Regions from separate parts of the Mus musculus genome. Here regions 1 and 2 are each linked to region 3. A link is a contact called in public promoter capture Hi-C data. All regions are on one chromosome and are shown on one strand. Each heading gives the region's core, a stretch centred on a gene start, on an enhancer-like site or on the middle of the called end of the contact. The rest is flanking DNA. Distances are from core to core; before and after follow the strand shown.

The links. Promoter capture Hi-C pulls out the DNA fragments that hold promoters and counts their contacts.
Region 1: a contact with region 3 is called in a promoter capture Hi-C map of liver, with 4 times the contacts expected there. The contact joins the promoter of Gpr150 here to the promoter of Pdcd6 in region 3. A contact is called at or near these places in 4 of 39 promoter capture datasets (hippocampal neurons, liver and pre-B cells).
Region 2: a promoter capture Hi-C map of pre-B cells shows a contact between it and region 3, with 7 times the contacts expected there. The contact joins the promoter of 1700037F03Rik here to the promoter of Pdcd6 in region 3. A contact is called at or near these places in 3 of 39 promoter capture datasets (cranial neural crest, hippocampal neurons and pre-B cells), 1 of 484 Hi-C or Micro-C datasets (uterus) and 1 of 9 other capture datasets (adipose tissue).

The regions. Positions count from the first base shown.
Region 1 is chr13:76,055,063-76,058,318 of GRCm38.p6, forward strand. Gpr150 (G protein-coupled receptor 150) reads right to left here and starts at 1,934. Exons shown (of 1, transcript NM_175495.2): 1 at 1-1,934. The coding sequence starts at 1,762. The coding sequence ends at 479.
Region 2 is chr13:75,705,068-75,708,416 of GRCm38.p6, forward strand. It overlaps 1700037F03Rik (a long non-coding RNA gene), which reads right to left and starts at 2,090. Exons shown (of 3, transcript XR_873683.1): 1 at 2,012-2,090. It overlaps Ell2 (elongation factor for RNA polymerase II 2), which reads left to right and starts at 2,417. Exons shown (of 12, transcript NM_138953.2): 1 at 2,417-2,730. The coding sequence starts at 2,584.
Region 3 is chr13:74,315,961-74,319,080 of GRCm38.p6, forward strand. It overlaps Pdcd6 (programmed cell death 6), which reads right to left and starts at 1,366. Exons shown (of 6, transcript NM_011051.3): 1 at 1,147-1,366; 2 at 370-431. The coding sequence starts at 1,247.

The DNA of each region.
Region 1 (3,256 bases), core at 684-3,183, 1.7 Mb after region 3:
GGATTTTCCTCTCGGAAGGAACATCAAATTTGCTACTCCCCAAAGATGCACTTGATTTAAGCACAATTCAAAATCACTACAAACATAATAGCAACGAATGAAAATTTGTCAATTTAGTTAAAATGAATTGTCTAATCTAGAACGTAGTGGGAGTATAAAAGAGAATCGCAAAAACATTGACTCTGGAACTCAGTTTTTTGTTTTGGTTTTTTTTTTTGTTTGTTTGTTTGTTTTACAACTTTCCAAGAGTTTGGTCTCCTCAAAATGGGCGTTATGAGAGGAACCAGAGGGAAGAAAACTAACGGGAAGTGAAAATCATGCCCTTACTAGAAGGAAATAACTGTCGCATACAGGATGCGGGCCGCTTCAGTAGTTCCTGCAGACAGTTCCACTCTTGGTGACTTAGGCAGATCACTTACACCCTCCGTTGTCTGAAGGCTGTGCTACAGTGGCCAAGGACCTGTCCGTTCAGCAGTTCCTAGAAGGCACTTTCACAGGAGCAGGGCGGCGGTCTGGGGCGTGGCGGGGGTGGGCGCAGGCAGCCCTGGTTCCGCTCCTCCCGCCGGGCATGGTGATAATGAGGGTGGGGCCAGCGATGGCGGTGGAGTGCCTGGTGGTCCCCAGCCCATTCGCTGATATCGGCTTCTTCCTCCCGCACGCAGCACAGAACTCCTAGGCGCCTCCGCAGCCTCCGCCAGAGACGGCAGTCGCCCGCCTGGAAGAAAAGGTAGATCAAAGGGTTGATGGCGCTGTTGGCCACCTCTAGGACGCGCATCGCCGCCACCAGGCTCTCTCTCTCCCAGTCACCCGCGGGCTTCGATGACCAGGCGGCTGCCAAGCGAGCGGCGAAGTAGGGCAGGTCGCAGCCCACGAAGAGCAGTGCCAGCGCCAGGCTCATTTTCAAGCTTTGCACCTTGGCTTGGGGCAACGCGCTGGGCAAGGAGGCTCTGGCCATACTGGGCGACCAGGGCATCCTAGCCACCGGAGCCTGAGACCCACGCTGCCACCAGACACACAGCAGGTGGCCGCAAGAGAAGCCTAAGAGAGCGACCGGCGCCGCGAAGCCCACGATAGCTTCATAGAGCGCGTAGACCTGCAGGTGCCAGCGCGGCAGGGGCGCGAAGATGCCCCTGCAGCAATGCTTCCCTGGCCAGGCATTGGCGGTTGAAGATGGAGGAGCATCCCAGCGCACCACGAAGGTCGGAGGCAGCGCCAGTAGCAGAGCCAGCAGCCAGCTCAGGGCAGCCAGGGCACGTGCTGGCAACTGAGGGCCCTGAGGAATGCGCACCGCGAGCTGGCGCTCCAAGGCAATGAGCGCCACCAGGTGGGCGGAGGCGCCCCGCCCCGATGCCTGCAGCAGATGGGAAAGGCGACAAGCCAAGTCGCCCAGAGCCGGTCTCGGGTCGCCCAGCAGCTCCCAAGCCAGCTGCGACAATGCTGTTCCTCCACTTGCGTACAGGTCAGCCGCTGCTAGCTGCACAAGCAGGAAGTCCATCTTGCGACGCTTGGGACCCGGCCAGGGTCCGCTGCTACCGCCGCACAGGCGGCAGAGCACAGTGGTGTTGCCAGCTACCGCGGCCACCAGGATGATCCCCAAGAAGACCAGATGGATCCGGTGGCTGGGTGGCCCGCGTGGAGGCGAATGCGGTCCTGGGACAGAGGCTCCTTGCTCAGAAGTCAGGTTGAGACTCCAGCTTGGCTGAGTGGGTACAGAAAGGTTGGATGCGGGATTCAGAATTGCGAGGCTGAAAGGATCTTCCATCCTTAATCCGGAGGAAAGAGAGATACCGCTTAAAAGGCCAAAGTCTATGAGAGGTGGCGCGGGCCACACCGCTGGGTCTCGGCGATTTCCCAAAGTTAGTTGAAAAAGCACACACACCCAGGGTGAGATGGATACGCGTGGATTTGCGCTTAGTTGTTTGTATAGGTTGTTCTTGGTATTTGTCACTCAAATGTGGGTTGTATATTCGAGGAACACACATGATCCCTATTCTCCACCTTCTCCGCTTTTCGCTTCCTCCCCCTCCCCACTGCCCCCCCCCCCATCCCAGCAGAGCATCTTTCTAATCCACACAGCCGCCTCCCTCAGTGGCATCCGTGGACCTCTAGGCTCTGGAAATCTTGCCCTGTGACATATAGCCAGAAAGAAAGTTGTGCATGTGACCACTGCAAAGGCTAACTAATGTTAACTCAGAATCAATTATGAGATAGATAGTTCCTCGGCTGAGATAGTATCCCCACCCCCAACAATTAATTGTGTGATTGCTAACAGGAAAAATTACAAATGCTACTTTTGATAAAAAAAAAAAGAAAAGAATTTTTTTTTTTGTAATGCCATACGTCTGCGCTAGCTTGAGAAATACAAGGACACAAGAAACCAAGCAGGGTTCCTCTATTTCTCCACTTCCGACCCTGCTGGGCCAGCAGTCTACCACAGAACTACAACCAGTCCTAAATAGTAGTAATAGCTTTTTGAGCAGAGTCATTAGGTGAGCCTTTGATAGGGGTATACCTTCCTCTGCCTGCAGTGCTAGGACTTTAATCCGGAGAGAACTATGGGCCCTCCCTTTGCCTGGCAATTAGGAACAGAGAGGTCTGCAGATGCTTTCCAGTACTCTCTTTACTAGCATCAGGGGATGGCAGCCGCTCTCTCCTCTCAGTGATGCAAAACTCATTTTGTCAGTCTGAAGACAGTACTACCAGATTTTTATACAAATGGTGGTTCATGGATTGAGTCCTTCCTAGTATTTTCTTCTAGTGATGGATGTGTCACGCGGGCTTCTCTGTCTCCTGATTCTGTTTTCCAGCAGATGGGAGGTTGCTGGGAGGGACTACGCCTCCAATAAGCCCAGAGAAAAGGTGACTAAGAAAACCATACAGCAGCCAATTTTTAAAAAAGAAATCCAGTTCACAGGAAATGGTTTAGATTTAATGCTGCCACTTTTAGCCTCATTTCACAAACAATTCACTTTTCCCGTTGGAAGCATCAGTTTGTGCATCCATCAAATTAATCATGGTGAAAGTAAAATTTCTTGTACTTCCTGGTCTTGGGCCAGGGAGGAATGGGTGTCTGTTGCTTCCCAAGCTGTGGGAATGTTTGCAACCTACAGATGCATGAATTAGGGGGACTTGGTAGGATTCGTACCACCCTGCTGGTTGCTGTAGAAATCTCATTTTCCTAAGGTCTATCATTTTGGCTGGAGACATGTGTCGTTTTTCATTATCTATCCAGATCCTCATATTGGTCCTGATACAT
Region 2 (3,349 bases), core at 840-3,339, 1.4 Mb after region 3:
TAATTTGCTACACCATCATATTAGCCATTAATAAAGATTTGATTCCCAATAAAATAAGGTGTGAGAAAATTTTACCTAAAATGAAGATAATAATCTTCTACTAGAAAAGGGGAAAGAAATAAGACGTTTCAAAACTCCCCCAGCCTTTGGCTGTCATCAGAATTCTTAGTAAGAGGAGACTAAGTTAGGATGTCCTGTGGGTGGGGATTTACCCACCCTCACCGGAAAAGCAGTGGGATACAGGCTTAACTTGTTCGAGCAAACCCCCCCATTTCCATCTTCACTCCGCCCCCAAATAACTAAGGCGTTAGATATGTGTTAAGTTCTTCCCTAGAGAAGGAAAGAAAACAAGAAAGGTTCACACAGAAGTGTTCTCCAGACTATATTTCATTTAGATATTTGAGTCAGGTATATTTCATGTTTTATGAAACATGAAGCTTTTATTTTGCCCTGTAAAAGTACATTTCTTAATTCACCCCCTTGTTATTGCCTTAATTTCCTTATTCAATGAATTTAAGTGAACTGGCACTATACGAACACTAAAGTAATAGGTGGAAACCATGGGTTAACAGAACTCATACCAGTGGGCTGAAATCAGGACAAGCTACAAAGTGATCTGATGAAACTAGACTTGATACTCAGACTTTTATTTAATAACCACACTACAGAAAGAATTCCTTCTGAGACTTTCATAGCAAGCATTCATAGAATGCTTGAGGGTCTGGAAAAGGGGGGATTTACTAAGGTGTGGGGTGAATATAGAATTAAAGGCAATTATAGCCCAAATTGTATTTAAAAGCTAGAAAAATACCATGTAAATATCTATAAAAAAAAAAAAAATCCAGAAAGACGATGGTAGGGCTTTACAATAATGAATGTCTCGATTTTTAAAACAAAAAGGGATATCTTCTTTTTTTTTTTTTTTTTTGGTTTTTCGAGACAGGGTTTCTCTGTATAGCTCTGGCTGTCCTGGAACTCACTTTGTAGACTAGGCTGGCCTTGAACTCAGAAATCTGCCTGCCTCTGCCTCCCGAGTGCTGGGATTAAAGGCATGTGCCACCACGCCCGGCCAAAAAGGGATATTTGTACAGAGTGCCTATCCCTGCTTTTAAATCTTTCACTTGTTTGTTTGTTTGTTTAGTTTTTGCTCTTGTTTTCTGAGACAGGGCTTGGTTTGAAGCCCAGGCGGGCCTAGAACCTACCTTCCACAGTCAATCTCCCAGCCTCAACTTGGCAATTGTTTGCTTTTTGTCTTGTGTTTCTGATCAGCCAATTAATTGACCTTCTCAGGGGAAACCTATCTAGTCTATCCGCACACAGCTTAAAGAGGATTGCTGTAGGCACCCTCCTTTAGCCATGCCCACACACAGTGTAAACTGAAGTGGAAACTAAGCCAAGCCTCCTTACACTTTGGCCTCTACCTCCTCCATTTAAACTCAGTAAGACCTCCTAGCCTAAATAAAACCAATGAAAGACACAGATCTCAAAGAAGACTCAGAGAATGGGTGGTATCATTGTTTCTTTTTACCTACCTCAAGGTCAGTTATACTCTTCAAGGGCCTTTGAAAGAAGAAACCCCGAACAGTATGGTTTCCCCATGACCCATAAAAAGGCATAACCCTGATCATATGATGAGCTCCAGTGCATATTCTATTCCTTTGAAGTCACATACATGTATGAGTTGATTTTGAAAGACTCTAAGGTCCAACTCTATTTATTGTATCATGACCACCACTCAAAACACATTTAATGCACTGGTATAATTTTGTGCTTAAGTTTTCCACACAGTCTCACACAACTACTGAAGACTACAGCTGACTTGGTAATTTCAAGTCTGGAATTAAAAATAAACAAACAAACAAACAAACAAACAAATAAATAAACCTTTGTGCCACCCCAGTACTGAACTTCCTTTTAAGGAAAAGCTCTCTTGAGACAGCCTACGGTGTCTGCACCACAGAGCATATCAAGACCCAAAGCTTGTGCAGCTGTCAGGAAACAAAATCCGTACTTGGTCATCTGTCCTGCCTTCACCCCTACCGAATGGGGATCTTCACTTCGTACCGCAAGAACAGGTTGACCTATGTGTTCGGTCCACTATTACCTCTCAAGGGGCGGGGCTCCGACTTAGGCTCACTTGGTAACCTTGACACCCAATTAGCAGGGTTCTGCCCCAAATCGGTCCAGCCAATCGCCGCAGGAGAGCCAAGACGAGACATGACGTCAGATAAGATTAACTCGACGCGTCACCCCGACGTCAACCTCTCCTCTGTCGGACGTCCCGTCCTGAGAGCAAAACTCCTGCGACTTTGGGCCCCGCCCCCTTGAGGTGAAGAGCAGCCAATGAGGGAGGCTCTGTGGGGATTCAGACCAATGAACAGAGTCCAGGGCGGGGTGCGGGCTCGAGGGTGGGGCGGCCCGCAGCTGTGGAAGCCCGAGGTCTAGCTGCGCGCAGTATATGACAGTACGTCAGCAGCGGGATGGCCGTAGCTGTGGCGGCGGCTGCAGGAGCCCGAGCAGCCGCGGCCGCAGTGGAGGCTGGAGCCCGAGCGGCGTCCGCGGTGGCACCCCGGGGAGTTTAAGATGGCGGCGGGGGGGGCTGCGGGACTGCGGGAGGAGCAGCGGTACGGGCTGGCGTGCGGGCGGCTGGGGCAGGACAACATCACCGTGCTGCATGTGAAGCTCACCGAGACGGCGATCCGGGCGCTGGAGACTTACCAGAGCCACAAGGTGAGCGGCCGGCCGGGCAGCGCTCGGGGAGGCGGCGGCCACTGATCTTTCTGCCGGGCGCCTGGCGCCGCGCCGGTGGGGCGCTGGCTCCCGCTGCTGCCTCCGCACCCGCCGAAGGGAACGAGGCCAGCCGCGGGCGCCGACGCCGCGGTCCGGGGCCTCTGGATCGAGGGCGCGGGCGGGCGGCCCCTTGTGGCGGGGTCGGCCTGGCCGGGGCTGCGCGGCCGCTGCGGGACTTTCCGACAGCCGCCCGCGGGGTTTCTGGCTTGTTTGGTCCGGAGGAGGAACCGGGTCCTTTGGGAGAGAAGTGTGGCGATCGCCTTACCCTCGGAGGGGGCGCACGGAGCTACCAGTAAAGAAGCGAGGGTCGGAGGCCGCGAGCGGTCAGAGTTTTCTGGGAAACGCGGAGGGATGGCTGAGTCGCTGAGCGAGGGGCAGCGGCACTCCGTGGGGGTGAAGACATAACTAGTACTCTCAGGGACTCGGAGACACTGGCACCCCTATTGCAGGCGAGAGTGTACATGGTGTACTCGGGAAGGCCGGGACACTGGCGCTGCGAGGAGGGGGAGGGGGACACACCTTGCACTCTCGGGGACTCGGGGACTCCAGCTCTGTGGGT
Region 3 (3,120 bases), core at 116-2,615:
AAAAACTAAGCAATTACTTCTAAATGTCACCTGACAATTTGTCAGTGTCCCCGATGATCCTCTTCAGAACAGTTGCTAAGACTGATAGCAGGTCAAAGGCCTTCTAGATAAGTGAGGGACCTCTGTTGCACAGAGCTAACCTTTTTCACTCTTGGGCAAGGTCTACACTATAGCTCCCATTTCAGAGGCTCACATACATTTGTTCTGGAGCTCGGTAAGGCAGCAATGATAATTAAGAAAATACAAACACAGAAGCTTAGCAAACACCTTTACCTTATACCGGTAATGGCAATTTAGTCTTAAGGACTTCTTTGGAAATAATTCCAGGAAGGAAACTGCTTACTGTGAATGAATCAGGCTTCAACTCACCATTGGATAATGCTTGCTGAAGCTCATTGTCTGAAATCACTCCACTCCTGTCTTTATCAACCCTACAAAAACAAACAAACAAACAAACAAACAGAAAACAGGTAAGCTGGTGATTAAATGTAAAGGAAGTATTAAAAATAAAACATAGCCAAGACATCATTTTCATCAATCTACACTAGGTCTGGAATGTTACTCTGGCCAGACCTTCCTCTTTGCTCAGCTGGAATGTCACACGCCCCCAGGTGTGCCAGAGACTAATGAACAACCAGAAGCAGTAGGAGGGGTTGAGTCATCTTTTCTCTATTCCTTTCAAGCTTTCTGTTAGCTCTTCAAGTCTGCTTAATTTATACCTGCACCAGTTCATCATAATAGGTAAAGAAAGATTCTCTAGGACGAATAAGTCATTCTTTGGCACGAGTCAGTGGAAAGACAATCAGTCATTCAGAAGGACGGCCAGGGACAGAAGACATGCAATAGCAGCCAGCTCTTTTCACTGATGCCGTTTTCCTGATTCAAGATTTGTCCTGTTTCTAACGCAAGCACCTGACCCTGTAGGGCGACTGTTCCGCGCCCTTCGGCCCTGGGCAAAGTCACTGCCAACATGACCCTGAACCCTGTGCTATTGTAGAAGAGAGAAAGTCGGGGATGGAGGGGAGTAGGAAGGACTGGGAAGGAGGTCGGGGGATGAAGGGCTGGGGAGAGGGAGGACTGGAGAATAGGCCCTGAAAACTGAGGACCGACCCAAGGGCCGAAGGAGCTGAGCGGCGCTGGCCTTACCGCTGGAAGACGTTCCACAGGAAGCTCTGGTCTGGCAGTGCAGCTCCAGCAGCAGGGCCGGGGCCACCACCCGGGCCTGGGCGGTAGGAGTAGGCAGCCATGGGCTGATGCACAGCGGCAACGCGGCCCAGCTCCACAAGCTATGCTTCCGCCTCAGTTATGGGGCAGGACCAGGAGCCCACAACTTCCTGGGAACAACGGAAGCGCGCACCTTTGAGTCACTTGGCAGGCGTGGTCCGTTGCCACGCAACGTCTGGAGGGCCTTGGGGTTAGTCTGAGCTCCGCCTCCTACTCTTGCCCGGCCTTGGGTGTCCCTTTCCTTTTCAGCCCCACCCCGCTCCGCCCTCCTGTGTGTCTCAGCCCGAAGCTGCGGCGGGTGAGCTCAGAAGAGACCACGCCATGAGGGGCCGACCCAAGCTTACAAAACGCCTCGACCTGTAACGGAAAGTGGTGAAAGCTTTCACTTGGACCGACGGCTTCCCTTTACGTCTGCATTAGTATTTAGTGCGAATGTGATGTGCACCAACCGCATGAAGTCCTCGGCGGAAACGCAAAGTGCATTTTGTGCACTCTGGAGTTTGTCCGTCTGTCCATACTACACCTTCTTGCCTTCCCACTTGCTTATATCGGTTTATGCCCAGCCTCCCTAGGTTTGCAGTGACTTCATTTGTAAATGGCCCGAGTGAGGTTTGGTCCTGAGGTGAGAGCTGTGTTTTCTCCACCCCTTACTTGGACTTCTGTACTTTTGGTGGTTACTCCTTTTAATTATAAGTATTCCTTCTTTCGTTCTAGATACTAATTCTATGGTGCTTTTATAGTTTGGAATGTCCCTAAATGGGAAAATGCATAGCATTGGGGCAACTACCAACCGGTCACATTCACGGGCTGTCAGGCCATCCTTCCACCTAAATCTGAATACTGTGAATAGCTCAAGATACAGATTACTCCGTTCTGCCATAGGATTATTCCAGCCTTCCTGTAGTCCTCATCCAGGGACAGACTTATAATAAGAACTGCTATGCTGTCTTTATGGGGGGTTTGTTTACCCCATAACTAAAGAAGAGGGTGAAGAGACCAAGGGCCAAGAGTATGGCCTTGTACATCTGAAACTTCCATGTGGATAATCATCCATTATTTAGCACAGCTATAGATCTGATCAAGTCCCAACTGTATCGTTTTCTGCTCCATTTCTCTTGTTCTTAGGACATCTTAAGAGACTTTCAAATTGCTCAAAGAAACATCTTATAGCTTTGACATTTACCTCAAAATCTACAAAATTCTTTAAGAAAGGTAGATTTTTTTTCCAGGATTTGGCGAATTCATTTTTTATAATTTCTCATAAACTGTTCATCTCACTTTTGAATAATCTTTTAGACTTTTCTGGTTCTTTTATTTAGAATCTGAGATCTATTTTTATTCTGTCCTCTCTCTGGCTCCTTTTCTCTTTACCAGAAATACAAAAATATTAATCATAATTTTCCTACTTGAACTGGAAGTTTTCCAGTACAGAGAAACTTCAGCAGACCCGAGGCTGCTGAATCCGGGACTCTACCAGCTGTTTGCTGACTTTGGAATGCTATAAAGGTCCAGTCCCAAAGAGACCACCTTCTGCAACAGCTTACAGGTAGTTGTCTTCCAGGTGCCACCATCTATCTCCTTGCCCTATCTCAGGTTTAGTTTCCTCTTAACCAGGTCTGTTCTAAGCTTTCCAGTAGAGAAATAAATGAGATAACCCTGTCCTCCTATGATGTTAATCATATCATGTGTCTGCATATTGGGCCACTCTTTCCTTTAACCTAATTCTCTGAGCTACTTCTTTGAGCTACTATATACACAAAATTGTTTTCCTTTAGAACTTTTCTAAACATTGGCTCTTTCTGGGAGCTGAGGTGCATGAAATGGGTAAGTCATTGTCATATCTTTTGCATAAAGATCTTTTTGTATGTGTACAGACGCATGCGTGTTCTTATACAT